3 separate regions of the Mus musculus genome follow, and all the other regions are linked to region 2. A link is a contact called in public Hi-C and Micro-C data. All regions are on one chromosome and are shown on one strand. Each heading gives the region's core, a stretch centred on a gene start, on an enhancer-like site or on the middle of the called end of the contact. The rest is flanking DNA. Distances are from core to core; before and after follow the strand shown. Region 1 overlaps Mitf (melanogenesis associated transcription factor). Region 2 overlaps Gm46970 (a long non-coding RNA gene). Region 3 has its middle 42 kb from the start of Tafa4.

The links. Hi-C and Micro-C count contacts between places; a contact is called where the count stands out from the background.
Region 1: a contact with region 2 is called in a Hi-C map of the N1E-115 cell line, with 2.5 times the contacts expected there. The contact joins two enhancer-like sites. A contact is called at or near these places in 3 of 484 Hi-C or Micro-C datasets (the N1E-115 cell line, myeloid progenitors and trophoblast stem cells).
Region 3: a Micro-C map of embryonic stem cells shows a contact between it and region 2, with 4 times the contacts expected there. The contact joins two enhancer-like sites. A contact is called at or near these places in 1 of 484 Hi-C or Micro-C datasets (embryonic stem cells) and 1 of 115 datasets of contacts at active chromatin or transcription factors (embryonic stem cells).

What each region holds. Positions count from the first base shown.
Region 1 is chr6:97,880,920-97,883,619 of GRCm38.p6, reverse strand. All of the region lies in intron 1 of Mitf (melanogenesis associated transcription factor), which reads right to left. Among named protein-coding and RNA genes, the nearest start is that of Mitf, 75 kb to the right of the region's middle. Within about 2 kb of position 1,394, at least 82 of the 459 cell types and tissues checked have an H3K27ac peak or open chromatin away from gene starts, as enhancers often do. A contact at or near this core is called in the N1E-115 cell line and trophoblast stem cells, where this site is marked.
Region 2 is chr6:97,516,400-97,519,291 of GRCm38.p6, reverse strand. It overlaps Gm46970 (a long non-coding RNA gene), which reads right to left. Exons shown (of 5, transcript XR_003956336.1): 1 at 1,532-2,892. It also overlaps a transcript of Frmd4b not described here. Among named protein-coding and RNA genes, the nearest start is that of Gm46970, 22 kb to the right of the region's middle. Within about 2 kb of position 1,496, at least 28 of the 459 cell types and tissues checked have an H3K27ac peak or open chromatin away from gene starts, as enhancers often do. A contact at or near this core is called in the N1E-115 cell line, embryonic stem cells and trophoblast stem cells, where this site is marked.
Region 3 is chr6:97,100,741-97,103,802 of GRCm38.p6, reverse strand. No RefSeq gene overlaps it. Among named protein-coding and RNA genes, the nearest start is that of Tafa4, 42 kb to the right of the region's middle. Within about 2 kb of position 1,297, at least 27 of the 459 cell types and tissues checked have an H3K27ac peak or open chromatin away from gene starts, as enhancers often do. A contact at or near this core is called in embryonic stem cells, where this site is marked.

The DNA.
Region 1 (2,700 bases), core at 145-2,644, 360 kb before region 2:
ATTCTGGGTTTCAACAATGAGAAAGAAGCAAAACAGTGGGAAGTTGAGGGGTGGAGGAGGGGGCATCTTGTTCTTAATATATCACCAAGTCCAGTGTCATGTGATTGATAAATGGAGTTAAATGGCTCCCAGCATTGACTTGCCTTCAACAAGACAGTACCCTGATACAGTGAGTTTGGAGTTCAAATTAGTAGAAAATAAAGGGTAGGAAAATACCCTAGGATGAAAGAGAAAAAATTGTGGTAAAGCCCATTTGATTTTATTTCAGAGCACACAATGGACACACACACCATACATACAGAAGGACAGATAGAAGCATTTTTATTGACTGCGAATATACATGTTCTATAGTCACATTCTATTATGCGTATGCTTTCTCCTAATACAGAAGAGCAGGGTTCTACAGGAGTTAATCTTGGCACGATGCTGCCCGAAACAGAAGGTGCCACGCAGCTCGGCAACCTAGCAAACCTTGTACAGTGATGGATTACACAGCCTCCACAAGGCTTGCCCATTACCCCCCGCTCCATTCATGGATCCCAACCAAATTAATTTTCTCTTGTGCCAGTTCTATCACATCCCCCAGGTTCACAAAGAAGATTTACCAGGACATCAGAATCCAGAAGGGACTGAACATTTTCGTCCTGGAAGAAACTTAAAATAGAGCTTAAAAATAAAACAATGAGAATGAAATTTTAGCTCTGCAGAGCTCATGGTTTCTAGAAATTGCTTTTCTGACTGAAAAAAAAAAGTTTCATTCTTGCTGTCATTATTGCATATGCGCTATGGGTTACTGAGAAACTAGCTTGGCAATCCAAAGGATCTAATTCCATACTTGATGATGGATTTCAAAATCAACTCTCAAAATCAAAGTATAGTTCGGAATAATGTCACATTCCTAGTATGGATGCCCCCACAGGCACTCTGCTCAGCAAAAACAGAAGGGAAACGAACAGGTATGTATACACTTCCCAGCAGGTACGTTAAAAAGCAAAAACAAAATGTGGGTAAAAATCATTGTTATTAATATATTTAACCCAACATGCCCCAAATACTACTTGTATAATCAAGGCACATTTTACATATAGATAGATAGATAGATAGATAGCTATAGTGTGTGTGTGAAGTTGTCAAAAGAATGAAAATATGACAAATTAACAAGATACTTCACATTTTAAAAATATAAACCTAAGAAATCTGCTGTAGATTTTACTCTTATAAATATAATTATGGCTAGCTATATTTCAAGGACTCAGTAGCCACCTGCTACCATAGCAGACAATGTAAGCCTTAAGATTTCTCTCTTCCAACACAAACAGTTCTGGTTGCAAGGGCATGGCTATTGTCAAGAGAAGCAGCTATTTTGGGTATTGCCTTACTCCTTAGACAAGCTCACACTCTGGCTTCTCTCTGACCAGCCACACTGCGGCTCCATCTGGTGTAATGGAACAGGCCTGGCCCCAAAGAACTACCAGTTTCTCCGGCAGACATGCAATCACAGCAGGAAGTTTGTCCTGGCTTAAGCAGTTCCAAATGGTGACCTTCTGAACCTGGTTCTTCGCAGCTGCTACATCTGGACAGTAGCAGGGCTTAAATTAGTGTGTCTTTGATATAGCATCTTTGCAAAGAGGAGAAAGCAAGGCTGAGCCTTGTTCAGGATAGGCCTTTGAGGAAGCTTAAAGGAAGCACAGCTAATATTGAGGAGGCTCTGTCCTTTCAAGGCAAATTTTAAAGTTGCTTTAACCATCTGACCTTTAACTCAGTAAGTACAGTTGCCTTTCCTGAGTATTACAGTGATGATATCCATAAACGTATTTCATTTTTCTCAAAAGCAAACCTTACTGAAATTGTAACCTACTAATCAGAATCGAGAAGGGGAAACCGATTGCTGCTTTTCACTTTAAAAAGTCAATCTTTGAACTTCTTCATAAGCACATAAACTTGCAATCATATTTTGTATTTGTGTGTATTGTTTTATGTGTATATGTGCTCTGCGTTTATGGACATGTGCACACGTACAGGTAGATGTGGAGGCCAGAGGGCAACACTGGGGCGACGTCGTCCTTTTCACAGTCTACCTGGTTCTTTGAGACAAGGCATCTCACTAAACCAGGAACACACTAACTCAGCTAGGCTGGCTGACCAGAAAGTCCCAGGAATCTTTCTGTATCCACCTTGCCAGCAAGGAGATTATAGCCACCCAGCCTAGCTTTTCAGTGGGTACTGGATATCCAAACTCAGGCCCTCATGTCCACTTAACAAGCACTTACTCATCTTCCCAGCCCACGGCTGCCATGTTTCAAATAGTTTAGCAAATTAAATAACTATTGATATGGAGTATAGTGTCACTTCCCTTAACAGCAAACACTTTCTCTTAATTATATATGTATTTATCTAGTGCTGAAGAGGAAACCCAGGATTTCATACACTCTTAGGCAAGCACTCTACCACTGAGCTATACCTATTCCCCTTCCTTAATTTAAATATAGATCTTTGACCCCCTAAAACCAATTATAAAGTAGTTATTAACATATCCACATAATTTTTACTTAAATTTAGTGTGTTCCAAATGGAATACAGAAATCCAACTCAAAACCCAGACTGTGTTCACTTGGCACATAGAAATTCTATGCCTACTTTGTGTTTTAGGGAAGCAATGTAGAGATAATCATGGTTTCTCTCTAGTGTAACAATAAAAAG
Region 2 (2,892 bases), core at 247-2,746:
ATATGTGTATATATGTGTGTGTGTATATATATGTATGTATATATATGTGTCTGTGTATATATATATATATATATATATATATATATATATATATATATATATCCTGCTTCATCATCGTCATCATCACCCTGTATCTCAACCCTATACTAAAGTCCAGAGACATTAAGTCATCTGGGTTTTTTTTTTTTTTTTTTTTGAAACAAGGTCTCATGCAGTCCTAGCTAACCTCAGATCTTTATGTGGTTGAGGATAGCTTTGAACTTCTGATCTACCTGCCTCCTTCTCCTGAGTGCTGTGGTCATTCATGTGTCCAGTTTATGCTATGCTAGGCACTGAACCCAGGGCTTCCTGCATGCCAGGCAAGCACTCTACCAACAGTACTATACCAACAGCCTGCCATTCTGTAACTAAGTGACACATCTTAGGCTGACACCAGTCCTTGAAAGTATGCCTTCTCCGTGGAAGCCTGACTGAATTCTCTGCTGTGGGGAATGGGGGTGGCAGGGCACCACAGAGCATCTGGGTGTGTGGAGGTGGGGGATGGGTGCCTGCTTGTGTCTTACTTGTCTCAGCCTCCTCTCCTTCCCTGTTGGGGATAAGTTAGAGGTGTGTGTGGGAGAATGACAGTCTCTGTTTTCTTCCTCTCCAGGCTGACTCAGTGAGAGGCACAATGGGAGGGAGGGCCTGGGAGGGGGACAGTCCTGAACCTGTTTCCTTCACAGACTTCCTCTGTCATTGTCTGTCTCTGGCATTGTGGCTGTCGATGCTGGGGCTTCAATGGTCCTCCACAGGCTGTCCTCCTCCACATATCTGTCCCCTCCCCCCCACCCCCACCCCCACCCCCACCCCCACCCCCACCCCCACCCCCATCCCTGGGCTTACTGATATCCACTTTCTTTTTCCCTGAGCCCTGTGGGCTGTCTTCTATTTCAATTCAGCCAATGAATTGCTGTACCGAAATGAAAGTAGACCACTTGTTAAATCCCCGTGGGAAGGTTTAAAGTGGGCCTTCATAGAGGGGTGTTACATGTTATCGGGTGCTACCCCATCTCCATGTGCTAGTCTGGTTAAAGTTCGTTTAGAAGGAGAGCATTGAACTCCTTATTTTGGAAACTCACATTCCTTGATTTGAGTTCTGCTTTGCCAGTTGCTAGGTCAGTGGCCTGGGGGAACCGTGAGCCGGAGTATCCTCCCATGCCCATGTGCCTGCTGCAGCGGCTGTTGGAGAAGTGGGTGTGGTAGTGAGCGTGAAGCCAGATGCCATGCAGAGAAGCCTGCCTAGCACTTCTGGGTTTGCTGACTTGAGCAGACTCGGCCCTCTTTTACCTGAGCATGAACATGGAGCCAACGTCTTTTTGGTAGGGCAACAGGTGTCTGCCACCTTTGCTAACTGAATTCCGGCTTGGTTTCAGATGAGGCTGGCCCCTCCCTCATGGGGTCAAAGTCAGGCCAGTGAGGCAGCTGTGACAGGGTCAGAGCTAGTGAAGACAGCAGGGGACTCCTGCTGGGATGACTAGGAAGAATCGCTTACCTTGAAGCTTGTTCAGTAAGTCAAGTATCAGGCCGAGCCCTTGACTGATACTGGAAAGGACTGCCTCACGGTGAGGTGAGCAGGGAGGATGGGAGTGAGAGAGAGACCGGGAGAAAATCAGGCTGACACAGAAATGGCTGAATTCTCCACATTCAATCTCTGATCCGTTCATGGTGGCCCAGCCTGTTTGAATTGGGCTCTCATCCCCGCAGTTGAAAGACTTGGCTAAACATCTCCCTGTTCCATTTCTTAATGTCCCTCAAACCTGTCCCCCAGTGTATTTTGCAGTTAACATTAATCTTATTTTCTGGCTCTGAGCCATCTCCCTTACACAGAGGACATTTTCTTCCCAGGATACCTTGCTGCCTGAGAGTATGTTGTACTCGACTCTTCGCTTGGGTAGTCTGCCCTTATCTATTTTCTAGCTGAGATCTGAACAGTAAACCCCTTGCAAAACAAGTTCATCAATTTTCTATCGCTGTGTAACCAATTACCATTGATGGCATGGCTTACTCGGCACACGTGGGTGGCCTTGGGTCAGGATGCTCACATAATTTAATTGGGCCCTCTGCTCAGGGTTTCATCAGACTGAAATTCAGGTGCAGGCCCAGGCTATGATCTCGCCCAAGGCCCAGACTCCTCCTTCATGCGCATTGGCTGCTATGAGACTGTGGCTCTCTACAGCTGTAGGACTGAAGTCCTCAGCCACCTGTAGCTCTCACACACACAGGCTGGCTGCACAGGAGAGCTGTGTACTTCTTCAAAAACAGCAGGCCACCTTTCTCTCCCTTTTGTAATGATGCTTGAGGGAGCATTTCCTGGGGTGATGCCAGGAGTGCCTTTGGCATATAACATAAGCTGATCAGGGTCACACAGCAGCCCATCCTTGTCATCCTCTTGGAGCTAGAAGCATCGAAAGCCCCAGCTGCACACAAAGGCATAGGTTACCCAGGGCGTGCACACCTGGGGTCCATGTTGGCATTCTGCCGTTACCTCTTACCTGTAACCTCATAGTCTAAGCCCACTTCAGTAGGGATTTGTACTGGCTAGTAAAGTTGTCCTATATAAACAGCATGAGAGCTATGGTGTGTGAATACATTTTGGATTTGAAAAGACTAGTGTACTCGGTTGCGTAATGGCCCAGAGGTATGGAGTCTTAATTTCTGCAATCTGTAAATGTTGCCCCATATTATAGACTTGACAGGGGTGATTAAATTATGGTTCTCAAAATGAGGGGGTTACCCCAAATTATCTGGATAGACCCAACATATCACCATACATATTTCTTTGAGAGACAGAGAGACTATAGACATGTATGCAGATAGATAGACAAGGTGATATGAAGACAGAGACAGGGAGTG
Region 3 (3,062 bases), core at 48-2,547, 420 kb after region 2:
TGTGACGTACTAGTCGTATGCTGAATTGTAAATGGGAAGACGTACTATACACTGCACTTCAAGTGATCAGTTTTTTTAAGGTACATGAATATGGTGAGGTGAGAATCCTCTTGGACAAGTGACACGACCTCCTTCTGGGGAAGAGGACAGTAGGCAGTGTCTTTGGTGTGCAGTTCCTCCAGTCAGTTGTACCTTAGTATATGCATATACATATTTGTATGTGTATGTGTGTGTATGTGTATGTGTGTGTGGGGGGGTGTGCACATGTGTGTGGAAGCCAGAGAGCACGTCAGATGTTCTTCCCCCGCTATTCCCCACCCCCTTTGAGACAAGGTATCTCATTGAACCTGGAGTGCATCCGTTAGGCGAGGCTGGGTGCTCAGTGAGCTCTGGGCATCTCCTTGTTTCTATCTTTCCAGTGCAGGGATTACAAGTGCAAGGCCAAGTGTGTTCAGTTTTTCTGTGGAGTCCTAGGATCAAATGCAGGTCTTCATGCTTGCAAGGCAAATGTTTTACTGACTGAGCGGTCACGCAGCCCTCTGCTGCATGTTGCTGGTTGAACTAACTCAGGTGTGTTAGCTGGTCCCTGTTAATGAGTGCGGATAAATAGACGGGCCAAGACCTGGTTGATATGGAGACTATAGGATGTACTGTGTGGCTTCTGCTGGGTGTGTTTTTCACTTGACAAAGAGATTGCCAAAGTCCTTCTGCGAAGTCTATGCACCCTTCTTGTATGAGGTCAATTATAAGCCACTTGTCAAGTATCCTCTAGACCATTTGTATGTTCAGGTTATGAACTGAGGAGTCCAAATAAACAAACAAACAACCACCACTAACAGCACTGATAGCAGCATCACCAGCCCTGGAGTGTTATTGCCAAACCACACTCACTGAAACCAAGGGTGCGGGACCTGGGCTGTCTCCTCCACTTTTAGTGTCATCCTGATTGATATAGCCGCAGTGACATCAGCTGATTCTATCACAGGACCAGTATGGGCAAAAGGAAATTGTAGCATATTGAGAAATCTGCAAACTAAATTGCTAGGGCGCTAAAAAGAATTTGAATCGTGCACAGTTTTGGGCAGAGATCTAAGCTGTGTGCAGCGTTAGCCAGAGAAATTAGGCCGGTTTGATGAATGTCCACTGGAAGACAATTGGCTCATAGGAGATGAAGTTAAAGGTGACTCTTGCAAGTCCCAGAAGCAAACCCAAAGTTAAAGTGGTATAGACATGTAAATAAGGCAGATGACAGACCAGAATGAGAGCGGACAAGGGCTGCATTGAACAGACCCAAGGCAAGGCAGCCAAAGGCCAGCATTAGCATTTGAAAGGCAGCCGAGGAGGGAAAGGGAAGACCAGACAGAAGTCCCAGCTCCACCCCTGAAAACCCGCAGACTGGTGAGGCAGGTGGGAAGTGACTGAAAGCGGAAAGCCAGTTCTAATTCACAGTTAGAGCACTTCCACAATGATAGAAAAATGTAAATGTCCTGGGAAAATATCTTCGTCTACGTATCATTTTTCAAAACTCCAGGTAATATTCTACAGCATTCAGGGAGGGAATTGACTCAAGACGCTTCAAGAGAGAGGTGTTTATGGATGGGCTCCTGGGGGCAGGGTGGAGGGGGTCCTCCTCCGGTTTATGAGGATGTCATGACATCTGCTTTCCTGTAAGACTAGAAGACTCGATGATGGAGCGCCTCTGATCTTTGCTCTGTCCTGTCGGGCTTCTCTATGCAAATCAATTCCGGGCAGGAGTCACTTTGTAACCCTATCATATTTACCGTTTACTTGATACTCTGGTCCAGGATTGCCTTGTTTTTGCAATTCAAATAACAGAGTATGGGAAAGAAAAGTTTTATAGTGGATGCTTTTTGGTGCAAATAATAAATCCAGAGAGCAAAGGAATAAGATAACACCTAGGAAGAGGTTCCCACCCTCCACAGCTGTGAAAGAGACAGTATCTGCCCCTCTCTCCTCCTGCTGCTACCCACGTTGGTGCAACCGGAACTAAACAAACCCTCTCACCAGGGGATCCTGCAAAAGGGTACTGACGGTGGAAAGTGGCCGGGAGACAGGAAACGGGAGCAAAACAGCTAGCTGCCTTTTGAGCATGGTCCGAGGTAGACTCCATAAGCATCGGCTCTTAAGGCTTTTATGTCTCTGCCCAGTGTCAGAGGTAGATTCCATTCTTTTGAGCAGGAAGAAATCGATTTCCCTTAATGGACCTCAAGAGACCCGCGATATCCATCCTCAGTGGGCCCCAAAACTACTGTATAATGTCCCATTCAAGAGATTCCCCCAAAGTAATTTAGGAGATGTGCTGTTGGGATTAGAAACATTTCCACCACAAAAATCCAGAGATCAAATTCCAAAGCTGCTCACCAGAAGGGATTAATGTCTGGACTGGAGTTACAGGGACAGCCTTAAATACAGAGTCCGGGCAGCTGTGCTCATTTAAGAGAGGAGATATAGGAGCTCAGAGCTCCAGGCTGGGATTCATGGCCACTAGCCAGGACAGAACCAGGACGTTTCACAATTATGGCCAGAGTCACTACACCCAATGTCTATCATGTCTTCATCATAACCTCAGTGGCTCCTGGTTTTACTTTATTGTATTATAATTTTATCCACAGCTTCACCAGAGTCACATGTCAGAAGGAAAGAGAAAAGGGGGGGGGGAGTTTCATGGAAACTTTGGGGGCATGTAATTTAAAGCCACCAAACTAGTGTTGGCTAATACCAAAGACACACTTATTTATGATTCTCTTGTGGAAACCAACACACTGGCAGGTTGGTATATCTTATCTTCCCGAATCCCTTTGTCTTTAACACTGGTGTGTGAAGGACACAATGAGAGACCACTGAGACCCAACTTGTTTCATTTGAGCCAATACTGAAATCTTTTTCTGTGTCAATGGGTTTACCTGAGTCCAGGTCTCTAAACAGAACTCCTCGGACTGCCAAGGGTGACAGCTGGAACTGTCTCTCTGTCCCTTCATTACTAAAGATGGGAGTAGATTTTAGACTTTAGATTGTAGTTCGGAGAACCCAAATGAGCCTGT